Regions from separate parts of the Triticum aestivum genome. Here region 2 is linked to region 1. A link is a contact called in public Hi-C data. All regions are on one chromosome and are shown on one strand. Each heading gives the region's core, a stretch centred on a gene start, on an enhancer-like site or on the middle of the called end of the contact. The rest is flanking DNA. Distances are from core to core; before and after follow the strand shown.

Region 1 (3,805 bases), core at 554-3,053:
GTCACCAGTAAATGGATACCCCTTCGTTTCTTCGCCCTCAACCAATCAAATAGATCCTTTCCACTAAATTTTCCATTCTTGAAGCTGGAGCTAGATGGAAGCCAAACATTTTCTTTGGTAGTGCTACAACTTCTGCTTGAAACTGCTCCAAAGTAAATTTAGTGAAGCGAAATTGATTTTGATGAAGCGGAGCAGTCCCAAACAAGCCCGTAATCTGAGTGTATGCGACATATCTAGCATTGGTACTTCCATTTATCCTTGTGCATAAAAATAAGACTATTGTGTAGGTTAGGGATTCAATTGATGAAAAGCGTAATAGAATTACCCCTGTTGTTTCCATTGTGTGTTTATTGGCATGTAAATCCACTTCTTTCATTTATCTTCAAATAGATGGTTAGAAGAAATATGGCCAAACATTAGCTTAAATATTTGATACAATATTCTAATATATATATATATATAAATAATAATGTGCGAAGGTTCAAAATCGAACACTTGTGCTTTTTGGGGAGTTTTACACTGGATTCAGGTTTTTGTGTGAAAAAGGTTTATGCACACACGTTTTTCTAGAGTGAGTTGTAAGAACTAAGAGCCGTGCTATACACACGACAAATTCAGACGACTCATACACGATAAACTAAATTCAGCTGGACATGCGTGCATGCATCGGAACATTTATCGCTGGATTTCCATGTCGTGCATACATCGGCCACAAGGATCGTGCATGAATCAGTTTCGAAGAACTAATGTTGGTATTGCTGACAAGGATGGTCTCTGACTGATGGGCTGCAGATGCAAAGGACGTATGCACTGATGTTGCTGGCCCGTCGTGTAAGTGTTTGTAGGCTTGTAAATTCACGCCTTTCATTTATTTTCAAAGATTCGACCTAGAACAAAATTTAAGTAGTCGTGTTAGATCGAAACAGCTCGTCTCGCGTCAAAGTTATTCCACACAATAAAATGTGTGTCTACCACATTGGGCGAGGTCTCTACACAATGATATATCAGGAACAAATTTCCATTAGAAAAACAGTTTTGTAGTAAACATCAATGATAAGAGACATGTTGTGATATATACTGGTACTACCATTAAACTATCGGCTCCACCGTAATGTGGAACTATATACCAAAAGTAACCATATAAAATCGGTTTGTTAATCAACGTAAAACTAGCTTAGGAGGATATATCCCCTGTACTGTTCAGCTATATGCTGTCTTCCACCTTGCAAAATGGAAATACTAGATAACACACTAAATGGATTTATTACATGCTGGGTAGAGAAAACCCGTCTCTTTCTGCTATCCGTGTATCTCTCTCGTGTTCAAGATTCACTCCACATGCATGTAGCCAGTATGTTCATTGTTAATTTCAAAACCGAAGCTAATCTCTCGACTAATCAGATTGCTTATAATTATTGAAGAAAGATTGCAGCAAGAGAGCAAGCAAGCAGTACACACACAACACAAGCAACCTAACTCATCTCATGTCAAGTACTAGTACTACCAAGGAGCAACAACAACCAAGCAGCAACAAAACACCAAGCACTGAGCGGGGCACATACAGAATGGCGCAGAGGATCCGCAAGAAGAAATGGGTGGGGAGAGGCGAATCAGATGCCACACCACCCAATCCACACAAACACATCTACGCACACACACATCCCACTATCTTCTTTACTCCACCCACACGCTGGCCAGCAAAAGTGGAGGAGGCCCTAACCCTAACCCTAACCCAACCACAGGAGGCTTAACCTGACCTAACGCAAACCAAACCACAGGGGGGCCCACAAAAGATATTGAAAGCTCCGTGGCCTGCGTGGGCCCGGCGTGGGTGGGGGTGCATTCAAGGAGGGGACGGACGGACTGTTGTGAAGCAAAAGTACAAAATAATGGTGGTGGTTTGCTGGGACTGCAAGGTGCACACCGTCCGTCTACTTCAGAAAATAAATCACAGTGTGTATCGTTGGAAAAGTTCATTTTGGCTCATCGCTTGTGTTTTCTTTTTTATTGTGGGTGTAGCGAGCAATACTATTTCACGTAGGAGTAGTATATACTTCTTCCGTCTTAAAATAAGTGACTTAATTTATATTAAATTTAGTACAAACTTGAGTAATTTATTTTGAGACGAAGGGAGTAGTAAATAAGAAAATAATATATGCACACCGAGTCAGCTCGTAAAGACCAACCATTTTTGTCCAAATTTAATATTATCTAGCTAGTTATGAGGATGAGCTAGGTATTAGGGTTTGGTGAGGAAGAAACTTACCTCAATAATAGATAGAAGTAAGTATCTCCCCGTAAAAAAATAGAGTAAGTATCTCCCCCCCCCCCCCCCCCTCTCTCTCTCACAGTAGAATGCACAAAGCTTCTGCTGCACAATCCTAAAAAAGTAAAATAAAAAAATCGTACTAAAAATAGGCTTTTTTATCTCAAAATTGGTGAAAGCTTATCAAGCTACATGCATGTATGTACATATGGATATTAGCAGAATCTTCTAAATCACTACATTTGCTGAAAATGACAATGTTGCTCTCTATAATCCGCACATTCAAGAGTGTGGTTCCCTTCCAAGACTGATTTCCTTTTTATCATCGTAACTTCTGAAAGAATCAATGCATTCATGTACACAAATATATACATCAAGCCCTGCCCCACATTATCTTTTATTTTCCTGGAGCAACAAGTATTCTCTTTCAGCTTGATGCTTGCCACGCTTTGCCCTCACCTACCACACCTCGCCACCTGTTTCCTCTAATATGGTGCGCGCTCCATCCATTAACAAAGCTACGCCCCCCCCCCCCCCCCCCCCCCCCTATTATCACACCAGCACTTGGAGGAGAAGGATTCTGCTGCAACAGGGAGATGTCATTTCTTGCTCCCTCCAGCACATGGTTCTTGACGTTCATCATATCATTGTTAGCCCAGTTTAGCTACTGATTAAAAAAATGTAATTAACCATGCCATTTTCTCCTTAGCCGCAGTGGCGCCCTTAAAGTCTACACGGGCTAGCTTCTTCATTCCAGAATCAAAAGCGGGCTTTGGGTCTTCGAAGTGCAAACTAAAGTCACATGTATCAATAGAATGAGAGCCACTCTTTGATTGGTCCACAAGATAGGACAATCATAGGAATAGAAAAAAATCATAGGAAACGAGATGGCATGTATCTTAATTTCTATAAAAAAGACATGTCATTTGATGCATAAGATAAAAAAATTTCATTGAGTTTAGGCTAATGTTTTTTTTTGAAATGTGAAGGATTGGTTCCTATCCTACATAGGCATAGGAATCCATTCGTACAAACCAAGAGCTTCAAAAAAGATTATACTACAAAATTCATATCCTTTAGAATTCTTACAAAATTCTTATAAACGAAAGGCGACTTTAATATGGCCCCATACACATGACACATAGAGGAGTGGAGCGTAGGAAAATATTGGTTAATTTTGTCTCACGCGTAAAACAACCATAGTGGGTGTTCGGTACTAGCGCAACCCCACCAACCAAGTGAGGCATAATTTTCTATCTCACACAAATAAAGCAAACCCCTACGGTAAATATATCTCAAACTTATTTACCTATCATTTTAGCGCAAATTATGTGTTATTGTCGTTTAAATTGTTAAAATGGCATTAAATTAATCCTTGGTTACCATATGTGTAAGGGTTGAAACAAATAATTTTAAATGTTTATGTATAATATTAATTATTTTAAATACTTTTGAGGGAGAGAGAGAGAGAGAGAGAGAGAGAGTGTATGTATAATTGCTTATGGTTGATACTTTTGTGGAATATTAATCCTTGATACA
Region 2 (3,987 bases), core at 1,177-3,676, 180 kb before region 1:
AAGGGCTGATGAAAGTAGATTATGCAAATGTCATATATGTAGAATGTATTGCAAAGCCTTTTGAATTCAGAGCAGCTTGTTGATGCATAAGTTATAATTATCTAATCCTCTTGCTGACATCGCGTTCGATGAAACACGTTAACAAAAATGACAGGTACACAAATGCAAATGTACAGCATGGCCAAAATAAATGCATGCATCCACATGAACAAGATAAATATGACAAACACACAATGGAAGCAGATGTTGCTGTTCACTATCAGGACCTGCTGCAGATGCATGTGAGCCAGATGGAAATGTTAACAACTGCCCAGACAGAGGGGGTTGGGATCAGCCATTGCCACCAAGAGGAGAGGATGTGGGGGCTGATGATAGTGAGAAGTAGATTATGCAAATGTTGTATATATGTAGAACATTGAGAAGCCTGTTGTACTCAGTGCAGCTTGCTGATGCATAAGTTATGATTATCTAATCCTTTTGATGAAATCCCGTTCAATGAAACGCGTCAAAAAAAATGTCAGGTACACAAATACAAATCTAGAGCATGGCTAAAATAAATGCATGTATCCACATAAACAAGACAAATATGAAAAACACACAATAATTAATCAACAAAAGACACTCGTATTTTTTGAATATGTATTCCTCAAGGCTGCAAAGCAGCAACAACACCCAGGGAGCTGGGAGAAGAGACACTCATATAGACACGCATTTGTGTAGCAGTGATGATATCATGTGCTCTGATGCATCCATACTGAAGACAGTACTATGTTGGATATGAAGTAGAAAAGGAATGAAACACCAAATATAACAAGTAGTTAGCAGAAATCACTGCTAACCAAGACTAATAAATGCACTTGACTAACCATTAATTGGAATCGTCTTGCATCAAAACAGTCATACATATGCATGTTACGATGCATGCATGCTTAAACACAGACGAATATGTAAACGTAAGCTCAAAGAATTGTGCAAAAGTGTAAGCTGACCAGTGCCATATAGCATGATAGGACAGTTAACGAGGTAACAGAGATGATTACCATATGGAGAAATGCTTGCATGGCTGCTCTGCTGACGTATGATCAGTTTCAGCGACCACTGCACCCTCACGCTTGGGTAGTTCCGCTGGTGCAGCACTGGTTCCCCCATCGCTCTCCTCTACTGCAGCCACTTCCATTGGTACTTGCACAACACAGAACACCTTCTTGTGATGGTCCAGCAACGAAACGGAACAACTCAAACACCGAAGCAGCACGCAGAAGAGAAACAAAACGCAGCTTGGATCATCATGCAGAATCCTGAACACACGTCTCACGAAAGATGGCTATGTAGGTTGAAAGCCTGAATAAAGAAGCAAGCATATATTAGACGAGGAACAAAACACAAAGATGGCTTAGCTTGGTCCATCCATCCATGCATGCAAGCAAGCAAACTCATTCAGCTCATGGAATATAGAGAATGACACGACACAAAGGTAAACAATCACACAGCAAACCAAGCTAATAAGATAGTAATGAATGCAACCCAGCCACATCTCCAACTAATCCTCAGGAGATAACATGCATACCGAGGGAAAGGAAACACGCACACACAGCTACTTGTGCGGAGACGTGTAGACACGCAGCTAATAAGGAACTAAGCAATAAAGCTGTGCGCTCCAGGCCGACCTTGGTACTGACGGCAGACCTCAGTGTAAGCTTCGACCTTTTTTTTGGCGACATGAAATATAGACGCGCGGCGACAGCATCCGAGAGCCACGGAGTTGGAGGTGGAGCTCGAGTCCCGAGAGGCCCATGCACAGCTGGAAACACTGCCAAGACCCCACGCAGACAAAAAAGCAAGCAAGGCAAACAGTACAGCCCACCCCCATGAGCCCCTCTCCCCACCGCTCTTGGCCTGGCGGTTAGCCTCCTCGCCGAGATCCATGAAATGATAGCCGCGAAACCTAGGCAAAAAAAAGGAGGCGTCGCTGCTTGGACGAACGAGCAGATCCCCTTCCGAAAACCTGCCGGGCCACGCAAGCTACGCAAGGGACAAACATCAAGTCCTACTCCATGAAATCATTAATCCAAAATGGGGAGGAGATGTGGCAGCCGATTAGTACAAAAGGAGATTAAATCCATGGGTTTTTTTTTCACCCGCCAGACGTAAATCTACCGCGGGGGCTTGGAGAGGAGGCAAGAAACGGAAAGATTTGGCCCGAGGAGAAAAAGGGACGCCGAGAGATTAGGGTGAAAACGACGGAGCCCCTGCCCCCTCGCCAGATCCACCAAAAAAAGGCAGGAGGGGCTCGCGGAGACGGGATCGAGTAGATCAAACCAAACCTGTGAGGTGGACAAGGCTCGCCCCCAGACGCTTCGGCACGCACGATCCACGGCGAGGGACGTCGCGGCCGCCGGGGGGGGGGGGGGGGGGGATCGCAGCGAGGCCGGCGCGCGGGCTGGGCCTCCGTGGCGGCGCGGCGGCGGCTCCGGCGGGAATTTGGGGGGAGTGTGGGTGGGGAAAGGCGCGTCCTCTAGGGTTTTTTGGGGAGATGGGTGCCGAGGGAGAGAGAGAGCGGGTGGGGAGGTAGAGAAAGAGGATGGGTGGGAGGGATGGAGGGAGGGAGGTGGTGATGGAGAGAAAAAGGCAGCTGGGAGAGAGAGGGCGTAATCAGCTGCGGCCGGCGTGTGTGTGGACGCGAATGTTTCCTTCCCGGGGAGACGTGCCCATGTGCCCTTTGACACCACGTCAGCCCCTGCCCATACCCATGCCAGGTTTTGCTGTGGTACGAAACACACTGCTCTGCCAAAGTGTGTGTGTGTGTGTAAGTGTGTGTGTGTTTTACTTTTTTTCTTCAATGTGTACTTGATTTGGTGCCATGGCTTTGAGTTTTTTCATTGTCGTTCTATTTATATTATTTATTTATGTGAATTACATTTTCTGTATTTTATGTGTAGACATTTGTGAGTATAGGTTTTTTCTATAATTAATCTTGGATATAATAAGTGATGTTGTTTGCGGTGGCACTGCAGGGTCGACTTGTGATCAGTGGATCTGTGTGCCACGTGGCCACGGTCTTCTCGTGGCCTCCCACTACGGACACATCCCACGTCGATCGGGAGGCGTGATGATAGTGGTCAGTCGCGGAGCCAGGAACGAAGCAAACCCCGGCCCAATTTTTTCCAGGACTGTGAATTTTTTGACACTTATAACTACCCAAAAATATCTCGTACCATTCAATGCAGACTACGCGGTTCGTACACAGAACAAGTGGAAAGAATCAAAGAAAATTACCAAGTTTAGGCAAGGGAAGAAAGGGGATGGCGCGTGGCGGCGAACGACGTACACAGGGTTGGAGCTTGGCCGCCGGGGTGGGAACAGTGGAGCTGATGGAGAACTCGTTGTCAAGCACGGGATGCTTGGGGAAGTTGGGGGTCCGGAAGGTAGCGGTTGGAGGGCCGACGCCACGGCGGCGGCAACCTAGATGGCGGTCGAACAGGGAGGCGGTGGCACGAGGTTGGAGTCGCGTGTGTCTTGTGGGTGCAACAGTGTGAGTTAGGTCATGTGTAGTCCCTTGGTCGTGCTCGTGCTGGTGAACCAACCAAACAAGGCTGTGGGCCTCCTTTGGCTGGGCTGAACCCCGGGCCCATAAAAATCTCTCTGTATATGTATACTAGCTAGCAAAAATTCCCATGCCCATGGGCCTGGGCTCTGGGTGTCCGGGGCTCAACTCCGCCCCTGATACAATCCAAGCCCCCAAGTGCCTACTGTGTCGTACACTCACATTTAATGTGGCAGGCGATGGGATATGACATGGTTGGGCCTGCATTGCTTCGCGCTCTCACTTGACTGGAAATGACCTGAATTGATGGGTCCATCGCTCTCTCAGAAATCGAGTCGGACAAGGCCTGGCCTATGTCAGGAATGACACCAGGGATGACCGGATGACTTCATCAAGATTCGTGGCGCTCTTGCGAGACGGTCTCAACCAAGTTTGACCGAATT

What was found. A called contact is a pair of places that touch in the nucleus more often than the background predicts.
Region 2: a contact with region 1 is called in a Hi-C map of leaf, with 4 times the contacts expected there. The contact joins the promoter of LOC123060793 here to the enhancer-like site in region 1. A contact is called at or near these places in 3 of 5 Hi-C or Micro-C datasets (leaf and an unstated tissue).

What each region holds. Positions count from the first base shown.
Region 1 is chr3A:157,659,544-157,663,348 of IWGSC CS RefSeq v2.1, reverse strand. No RefSeq gene overlaps it. Among protein-coding and RNA genes, the nearest start is that of LOC123060793, 180 kb to the left of the region's middle. Within about 2 kb of position 1,803, at least 7 of the 8 cell types and tissues checked have an H3K27ac peak or open chromatin away from gene starts, as enhancers often do. A contact at or near this core is called in leaf, where this site is marked.
Region 2 is chr3A:157,839,146-157,843,132 of IWGSC CS RefSeq v2.1, reverse strand. It overlaps LOC123060793, which reads right to left and starts at 2,426. Exons shown (of 6, transcript XM_044483634.1): 1 at 2,325-2,426; 2 at 1,041-1,341. The coding sequence starts at 1,177.